2 separate regions of the Zea mays genome follow, and region 2 is linked to region 1. A link is a contact called in public Hi-C data. All regions are on one chromosome and are shown on one strand. The core of a region is the stretch at or near the end of the contact, and the rest is flanking DNA. Distances in the headings are between cores, read along the strand shown.

Region 1 (4,779 bases), core at 874-3,373:
GGGACACCAACGAGGATTAGTAGGGACCTTGCGTGGTTCTGGATACCTCAGTAAAAATACCAGTGTCGTCCATAAGAGTTTGCTATTCTCTACTTCCTCTTTATCTTTCGCATTTACTTTAAGTCCTTAAGTTTCAATATCTCAATTCTAGTTAGATTATTTATGATTGGAACTTAGGTTGCAAAACTCTTTTGCGGTAGAGATAGCAACACATAGACAAAACCTAACTTGCTTATTTGCATAGGTCTTGTTAAAGTGATTATTTTGTGGCCTAGTTTAGAAAGAAGTTTTAGAAGTCCTAATTCACCACCTCTTAGGCGTCACAGTTTCCTACATATTCCCTAATTTTCTCCATTGCGCTGGGTGGCAGACCAACAGACCCTAGGTTGCAGGGCTCATTTGGGCATGCATTATTATGTCGACATTCCTGTCGTGCCCAATCGAGAACGTTGACCGAGCTGTGATCATATGGTGCACTGTGGTTTAAATATGTATGTGGAGGAACGTACTGCTGTTGTGGTGTGTAATAAATTGGTGTATGATGTTCGATAGTAGGCGGTGCGTATGTGTATCCGTATCTGGACTTTCTGGCTCAGGTGACCGGACGGTCTGACGCTAAGTCGGACTATCTGATGGTAAATCTGGATTGTCCTGTTGTGTTCGCTGTCACAGGGGTGCTACGTGGTGGTCGTGCATCCCCGTATTGTATGGTAGGAAAAGTCAGACGGTCCGCGTAGGAGCTTGTAACACCACAAAATCTTATTTTGGGGGATTTTCTTTTCAAAAAGTTATTAGATTAAGGTGGGTTATAATAGGGAGGTTCTTTCAAAATTCTTCTTCTAGAATAATTGTTTGGTAATGTTAAAATCCTCAGTTTCAAATTTATATTCAAATATTTAGTCTAAAATATAAAACTCCAAAAAAAGAAATAATTTCCAACTCATTTTTATGGATTATTTCCCTCATGAGCCATATAATTAGAAACACTCCTTAATAATATTCAAACCTAAGATAACTTTTAACAAAGATATACATTACCTTTTCATTAATAAATATTGCATTTCGAATTTAAACTACATAATCAAAATAATGACTCTTTTAAAATGAATAATGTACATGTTTGGATTGTTTACTTAAATGGTTAAAGGAACAATTAATAGATAAAATACATAATTATGCATCTCATTCTGTGTTTTTGTATTGTTGCATTTGTATCTCAGATTTGAATTTGAAGAATAAATTTAGAACTTAAATTTGGAATTGAAATCAGAAAAAAAAGGAAAAAAAAGGACAAACTGTGTCTGGGTCGGACATCCTCCTCTCGGCCCAGCCTACCTATTCCCTCTTTACCTTCACCTGCTCGGCCCAACACCACCGTGCGGCCCACTCCCCATTTCTTCCTCTCACCCGCGCCAGCCCACCATGAAATACTCCCCTGTACATTGGCAAGCAGGGCCCACACTCCAGCCTCACACTACCCCCATGTGCGCTTTGTTCTTCTGGCGCGTGACCCACTGGTCAGTTCTATCTTCCCGCCGAGCAATGACTGGTGGGGCCCCTACGCTAGAACCATCCCCTCCGCTGCGAGGAAGTCACAACGGATTCGACGCACCGCCGCTGGGTATCTCGGTTCGACGCAACTACCGCGCGCATCGGCCGTGGCTCAGGCTTATAAATTCGTGGGCTCCGCCTCGCTTGCAAACTTCATTGTGGGAGGAAACCATCAGCTAGCAACGGAACCAGGGGACCGTCGCTGAGGAGGAAGAAAGGATTGCCGTCGCCGTCGAACACGGGATGTGTCGGGGTCATGGGCATGCCGTGGTTGGAGCTTCATAGTGGAACAAGGAGGGAGCCTTGGATTGCATGAATCCCTTGTCGGTGCTCCGGTAACGATGCGCAGTCACCCCGCCCCACATGGCTGGGTGCCCCTGCTTCGTGAGCTTCGGTAAGAACCCTTCCTGGAAGTTCACGGAATCATCCGCTACACCTAGCACGCGTCGAATCAGTGGACTATGCACTAGACCACTGGCCGACCTTCACCGCGTGCTCTGCCACCGTGGAGCAGGGAGCGCCGCCTAACTCCGGTGTTGGGAGGTGAGAGATGTGCGCTGGACGTCGTATATGGATCTAACGGCGGAGATGAAGTCGTGACGTATCCCTTCGCACCATCTGATCTGGGCCACGGATTCGTGATCGGGCGAACGGGATCGATTTGGGTTGTTTTAAATCTGGACCATAGGCTGCCAATCAGACGGTGTCCGGTGTGTACCACTTCGGTGATGGCTGAATGTAATCTGGGTCGTCCGAGTGAAATGAATCGGCCAGGATATGTTGCTGATTGTAGCTCGATGGTTTGTGCCAGAAGCACGAGAGAGAGAGTCGGGCGATTTCTACAGGTTTGGGCCGCTTTGAGAGGCGTAATACCCTACTTCGTGGAGTGGCTTTGTATGTGTGGTGTGTTTACAAGTGGTGTTTCCGGAATGGAGAGGTGCTAAAATGAGATGAAAATGATGAGGTTCCCCCTAGGCCTTATATACACGACTGTGGGACACTCCCTACGCACACGTTGATCACACTCTTCCAGCTTATCTCCTAGCAAATAGTGAACTGACTTTGCTTATCTTAAGGAAAACTCGATGGCTTTGTCCCGTTCTATCTCCGGTGTTTGAGGGCGTCTGGCGTGGGAAAGACGGACGACTCCCTTAAGATTACGCCTGATCCACAGACGATCCGAGCACGAGCCCATCACCTTCTTGGATCGGCCCATTTCAACTGTAGTCTTTGCCCGACCCACGATGAGACGACCTTGCGGGGTGACTGGTTTGTGGCCCCACGCAAGGGTTTTGCCTTCTAGTGGGCCCGGGGGATATATGTCCCCCACAAGCCCCCAATCTTTGAGTTTATTTTGAAATAATTGACTCAAAGGTTCCTGGTCCTGTCTATGGGTTCGTAGCATGACTTCATCTTTTGTACTGCTGTTGGGTGCACCGAAGGTGCACCCACTAGGTGTAGCCCCCGAGCTTTGAGTGGATTTTAGAAGTAATCCATTCAGAGGTCTTCATCTTTTTGCTTTTGAAATCAGCATTTGGCTTTAGAGCATTGTGAATCTGTTGGGTGCACCAAAGGTGCACCCATTCGGTGTAGCCCCCGAGTTTTGAGTGGATTTTAGAAGTAATCCATTCAAAGGTGTTCATCCTTTTGCTTTTGAAATCAGCATTTGGCTTCAAGCCATTATGAATCTGTTAGGTGCACCGAAGGTGCACCCAATGGGTGTAGCCCCCGAGCTTTGAGTGGATTTTAGAAGTAATCCATTCAAAGGTCTTCATCTTGTGACGTTTTTAAAATAATTTTCAGAATAGCCAGGTGATGCCATCTGTCCATGTCTTGTTAGGTCTGGAATCAATTTCATCGGTAACAAGTTGGACATCTGGCTAGTTGAAACAGAGGACCCTCGGCTGGACACCACTCAGCCATGTACTTTAATGCTTCTATTGATTGGACTTGCGCTTCAGTAACCACATTTGGACTTCCTCCTGTTTTAGTCGATCTTCTCTTTTTGTCACGGTATGCGTATATTTTGCAGGTATCATCACTTCAGAAAATCTTGAAGTTTTCGGGCGATATACCCAATGGGTGTGCCCAAAGGGTGCCTGCTCCGCGAAAGGCGTTTATCGCGTTCTCCTGAACTAGTAATTTGATGTGACAGCGGTGTGTAATCATTTGCCTGAGCAGTTGACTTGAGTCCAACCGGTGTCATGTTACATGTAACGACGCCAGTTGCCTGGCTCATTTTAAGGCGGCTTGAATTGCTTATTGAATTCTTGCGACTATTCGGTGAGCGGGGTAGGAAGTGGACGGTCACTCCTGGCCTCTTTAAATAGCCTACTTGCCCTGGCTGCTTTCTTTACTCGCCCTTGATCACTTGCTCTTTTCTTCTTCCTCACTTCTCCCCCTTCTGCACAACCATGGGCAGAGGCAAGAGAGGCAAGGGATGTCCTCGCCGTGCTGACGACAAGCGCAAGCATCCTCCGAGTCCACCCTCGGAGGACTTCGGTGACTCGGAGTACTCGGGGAAGTTTCCTCCGAGTATGATCGGTTGCTCGCTCCAGCGTCTCCCGTGGCGTCGTCCGAGGACTCGGACGACTCCATGAGGCTATCCACCACGGCGCGAGCATACTGGCGATCCATCGAGCGCGCCAGGCTCGATGGGTCGGACGACTCGAATGAGGCCTCCTCGAAGGAGGTGGAAGACTCCTCCGACTCTGAGGAGTGGAGCAGCGGCAAGGGCGACAGCGGTGAGGACGACGGTAGCAATGGCGACGACGACGACAAGGGCAACAGCGACGGCGAAGGTGGTGACGGCGATGGCGAAGGTGGCGACGGCGAGGGCAACGGTGAGGGCGACAGTGACGGCGACAACAAGGGCAACAGCAGTGACGGCAAAGGCGACGACAAGGACGACGGCGGCGACGGCAAGGCCGACGGCATAATGTTGTTGGCGTAAATATTAGTATCGGTAGTAGTAGTGATTAGTAATAGAATAAGGTAGTTTTAGTTAGTAGTGTAGTGTAGTGTAAGTAGTAGTGTAGTGTAATGTAATGCATTGATCGAGGGGTGAGGAGGCCAACTCATGATGAGTCGGTCTCATGTTTGTAATGGTCTCGCCCTATGAATACGTGGTTCCCAACTGATCTATTGTTGTACGCCCTATCCATGCATCTGGTGGCTCGCTAGCATTTTAGAGGTAATGCCCGAGTGATGCTTGCTTTTCTGCGATCT
Region 2 (4,779 bases), core at 660-3,159, 200 kb before region 1:
TTGTTCGGTTAGAAGGGAATTGAGGGGCTCAATCCCCTTCTAACCAAACAAGCCCTTAGGAACCTGAGTATTGCAAAGAAGTAATGATATGGCTAGGAAACAGAGAAAGATTTCCCTAGTTCACTTGGCAGTAGAAGTAGAACTTTTAAGTTTTAAGCCTGTTATAGAATTCATTAGTATGGACTCGGTGTCTAGGAAACCCGTTTCGAACTTATTCCCTCCATTCCAAATTGTAAGACATTTTGACTTTTCTAGATACATAGTTTTTGCTATGCACTTAGATATACATCATGTCTATATACGTAGTAACAGCAATGTATCTAGAAAAGCCAGAGCGTCTAACAATTTGGAACGGAGGTGGTAACAATTTAAAGGGAAAATTACTTAATAATGTCATCATGTTTCCAGTGACTGCGATAAAAAATCTTATACTGAAATTAGTAATTCTGTACTGCTGTAGAGTTCAGCTAAAGGAATAGGAACTCACACTTGAGTTATTTGTCTACTCTCATGATTTCCTCTCAATATTGTGATTCTGTCTCTATAACGTACTTTTAGAGCCACCAATAAGGACACAGTCTCCACTGAGTAGTAGCCACGGTCTGCAGAAAAACCCATAGTCAACTCAACTGTGGTATGGAAACAAATAAAACTATCGAAAGCAGTAGAAAGTTTAGATATGAAGACGGTAAGCTTCCCCAGTACCTTGACAAGTTAACTGGAAAAGGTAACATTTCCTGAAGCACGTCTAATATTGCACAGCACTAGGACGCAGCACATCAAAAATTGCAGGAAAGTTTAATTGGACAGCGTCCTGTTTGTGTGTATGCCCATATGCTAGGCCCATAGAAATAGCACATGTAACAAGCGTGTTTTGCAGGCAAGGCTCTTATAAGTTCATCTATAGCTTTTCAAGAATGCTTTACGTGTACAATCAATGTGAGCAATAGTGTAGTGTACAATCAGTAGACCATCCATATATATGCCATAAAATTTAAAAAGGTTCACGTTTTCAATTTCTTATATACAATAACTACAAACATTCAATAATTGCTAGTCTGCAGAAGTTTTTAAGTCACTTATCATAAAGCAACAAATTTATCATGTAATAACGCCAGAAAGAATCTTTGTGATCCATAAAGCAACAGTGAGGAAGCCATAATCAGCTTAAACAGTCCATTTAGCATAATCAGCTTGAACAATCCGTTTAGCATCAATAACCCCGTCCACTGAGCCATAATCAGCTTGAGCGCCTCAGTTCACAAGCACGATCTATTGAAACCAATACTCCTAGCTAATAACAGTCTCCAGAGAAACAGATCGAACCACCATGCAAATCAACAGATCGACCGGAACCAAGAACGAGTCGGGAGGGGCTAGGATAGGCGGGAGGGGCTAGGATACGTAGTCGGGAGGGACTGACCGACGTAGTCGCCCATAAAGAGGTAGTTGGTGTCGGGCGCGTCGCCACCGATGCGAAAGAGCTCGATGAGGTCGTAGAACTGGCCGTGGATGTCGCCGCAGACAGTGACGGGGCAGCGCACGGGCTGCACGTTCCACTCCTCCATGAGGATCGCCTTGGCCTGCTCGCATAGCGTTTTGACCTCCGCCTCAGGCAGGAACTTGCAATCCCGCAGCTGCGAGATCTGGCGGTCCAGATCCGCGTGCGATGGCATCGCTGCTGCCGCTGCCGCTGCGCTCTCCCTCAAACCTCCCCTTTCCTTCCCCCTTACCTAGTTCCCTCCGCCGCAGCCCCAACCAGAACAGCCTAGGAGGAGGAGGAGCGCGGGACCCAGCAAAGCCGCCGGCGGAGAGGGGCGCCGGGGCGCGGGGGATTGGACGGGATCGAAGAGGACGGAGGTGGAGGCGAGGAGGTGCTAGTGCCTATGCCTCCATCATTCCCTCTCGCTTCGCGATCTTTTGTTCGTGGATGGGGGGAGCTTTTCTTTAAATTTTTTGTTTTCCTCGCTGTCTTGGTATTTGTTTTCGATTTGGCTTTGGGCTTTTCTTTTTGGTGATTTAGTCCTTGGTTATAGTAGTTTTATGTGTTGTTTTATGAAATAAAGGCAAACCTCCTTACCAGGTAGAGAGTTATGCGTTTGATTACGGGTCAGCTAGGATAGGAACGTTTTCTAGTGTCCTCTCTCGTCCCTCTAATTTTAAGGGACAACAGAGGACAACATTAGGATAGTCATGTCCCAACCCTCGACTTAGAACCAAACAACCTAATTTGAGGAATCGTCTCATCCCATTCTGTTCTATCATTGTAACCAAATGTACCCATAGAGATCTCCAGAAAGACCTATATGTTACAAAAAAAATTAGGATAAACTAGCGAAAAACAAAGTCTAAGGGAAATTAGTTCATTTTCCCATGAAAAAAATAGAAATCTCTTAGGAAAATGAGGTTCCCAAACTAGCCCTAACAGGTGACCAAAACTTCCTCAAAAACTTTGGGACTACGAATTCATCTCCACACATATTTTTATAAACTATGGCATGCCCAAACTCCAATAAAAATCATTTCCCACATGTGATTCATTTTCCACCGGTTCTTTTTATTCCACATGCGAGGGGGGCGAAAAGAGTGCATTTGCACTAGGGCAACAAAGTCGTGACCAACAGTGGAGACAGTGACTTGAAGGGCGGGTGTGGCGGCAGCGGCAGCAGCGTGAAGGGTGGCTACGGTAGCGACATGAAAAAGACAGTGACGGTGGTGGCTTGAAGGGCTACATCGGCGACAACGTGAAGGGCACGGTTATGGGGTCGTGAAGGTCGGCTGTGGTGGCGGCGTATATGAGGGTTGTGGCAGGGGCATGAAGGGTGGCGGCGGCAGATGGAAGGGCTGTGGCGGCGACGTGTAGATTAGATGCGTTGGCGGATTGAAGGTATGTTCATGTAGTAAAGAACTTGTTCTCCTAGAAATTGCCCTCCCTTCTCTATTGGCTTTTAGGAAACGTGAATTAAAAAACATTTCAAAGCCCAATTCTCCCTTCTTTGTAGCGGCATGAAGAGCAGCAATGCAACCACCATGGTCAAGTACTCCTGTCTGGTAGGGGCAAGAAAGAGTTGCTTGCGCGAGGTTTCAACAACGTGTTGTGGCTAGAAGGGGGCAGCAAAATCAACGGCTTGGGGCGAGGACAACTTGCAATGGAGTAGTGGAGGCACAAATTTTCAGAGGTCCATCGACGACGGACTCGACCTCCTCGGTGATCTACTGATCTATAAGATGTTGGGCAGTGTCGTTCGTCGATTGAAGACGTTGTTGGCATTGGTTTCGATTCCCTGTTGGCAGTTCCCTACTCATCTAACGAAAACCCATATGTTGATTTGGAACAATCTACAAGTGGCAACCTATTTGTTAGTGGTATGTGAATCAAATGCTTATAAATGGAATTTTGTGTGACCATTTTGGTTCATTGTAAGTTTAAATATAGCAAGCAAATAGGTCATGCATTTGTAGGTAGGGGTGGTAATGGGCTCTAAATTTTACATTATAGAATTTAAGGATCGAATCAGATTATGATCGGGCTCTATTTCTATTAATATTTGAACTATAACTAATTAGAGCTACACTCATAGTGGAGTGAGAGGCAAAGTCATATAGCAATAATGAAGCCCTGGTGATGGTGGTGACATGGTTTTTAACAGGATCAATTATTGTTTTAGCTCTTTGAAGGCTTGTTGTTGGGCTGACCTCCATTGGAATGCTTCATCTAACTTCAATACTTCAAAAAATGGTAGGCTTCGTTCAACTAATCTTTAGCTGATTTTGTTTAGGGATGCTAGTTGGCCTGCCAACCGTTGATTCCCTTTCCTTGATTTTGGTGGCTCCATCCAAAGTATGGCTTCTACATTGGTAGGATTGGCCTCAATTCCTTTGGTTGACACTAGGCAACCAAGGAACATTCCCTTCTTTACCTCGAATACACACTTCTCAAGGTTAAGCTTCAGACCAACTCTTCAAAAGTTGTTGAAGGTTTCTTGTAGATCTAAGATGTGGTTTTCTTGTTTTGTGCATCTCACAATGATATCATCCACATATGTTGGCACATTTCTACCAATTTGGGGGCCAATACCCTGCTTGTCATCCTGCTAAAGTTTCCACCACCATTCTTCAGTCCCTCAAACATTTAAAGGTAGCAATATGTGGTGCTAGGTGTTATGAAGCTAGTTTTTTGTTCATATTCTTTTTCATCCATATCTGATGGTACCTAGAATAACAATCAAGTAGACTCATGAGCTCAAAAGTAGTCGTTACATCTATAAGAGAATCAATCCTATGTAGGGGAAACTCATCCTTCAGATAAGCCTTGTTGAGATTTGTGAAATCAGTGCATATCTCCATTTGCCATTTGAATTCTTCACCATTGCAGTTTTCAAGGTAAATACTTGGTTGAAAATTTCTATGCTAAGAGATTCATACAAGCAATTTTTGGCTCTAGCATTCAAATGAATTTCTTTTTCGTCACTCGCGGTGAGCTTCTCGGAATTCTTAGGTGGTTTCATCCCATCACGAATGACTCTCCAAACACCTAGATCAACCGCTTCTAGGTAACAAGTCATTCTAGCACTATAATATGGGAAATTAGTGTCGTCAAAATGTGGTGGCCTATGGGTATCCATCCCCTTTCTCTAAAAAGCGTTGACTCTATTATCGGTGAAGCTAAACCATTTCAAATGAGCCAAACCAGCTCTAATACCACTTGTAGGAAACATTGACGCCTAAGAGGGGGTGAATTAGGACTTCTAAAAAATATCTCTAACCTAAGCCACGAAT

What was found. Hi-C and Micro-C count contacts between places; a contact is called where the count stands out from the background.
Region 2: a Hi-C map of leaf shows a contact between it and region 1, with 4 times the contacts expected there. The contact joins the promoter of LOC100272765 here to the enhancer-like site in region 1. A contact is called at or near these places in 3 of 25 Hi-C or Micro-C datasets (ear, leaf and tassel).

What each region holds. Positions count from the first base shown.
Region 1 is chr9:86,628,620-86,633,398 of Zm-B73-REFERENCE-NAM-5.0, reverse strand. No RefSeq gene overlaps it. Among protein-coding and RNA genes, the nearest start is that of LOC103638625, 100 kb to the right of the region's middle. Within about 2 kb of position 2,123, at least 18 of the 20 cell types and tissues checked have an H3K27ac peak or open chromatin away from gene starts, as enhancers often do. A contact at or near this core is called in ear, leaf and tassel, where this site is marked.
Region 2 is chr9:86,831,740-86,836,518 of Zm-B73-REFERENCE-NAM-5.0, reverse strand. LOC100272765 (putative serine/threonine protein phosphatase superfamily protein) reads right to left here and starts at 1,909. Exons shown (of 6, transcript NM_001147218.1): 1 at 1,424-1,909; 2 at 488-602. The coding sequence starts at 1,676.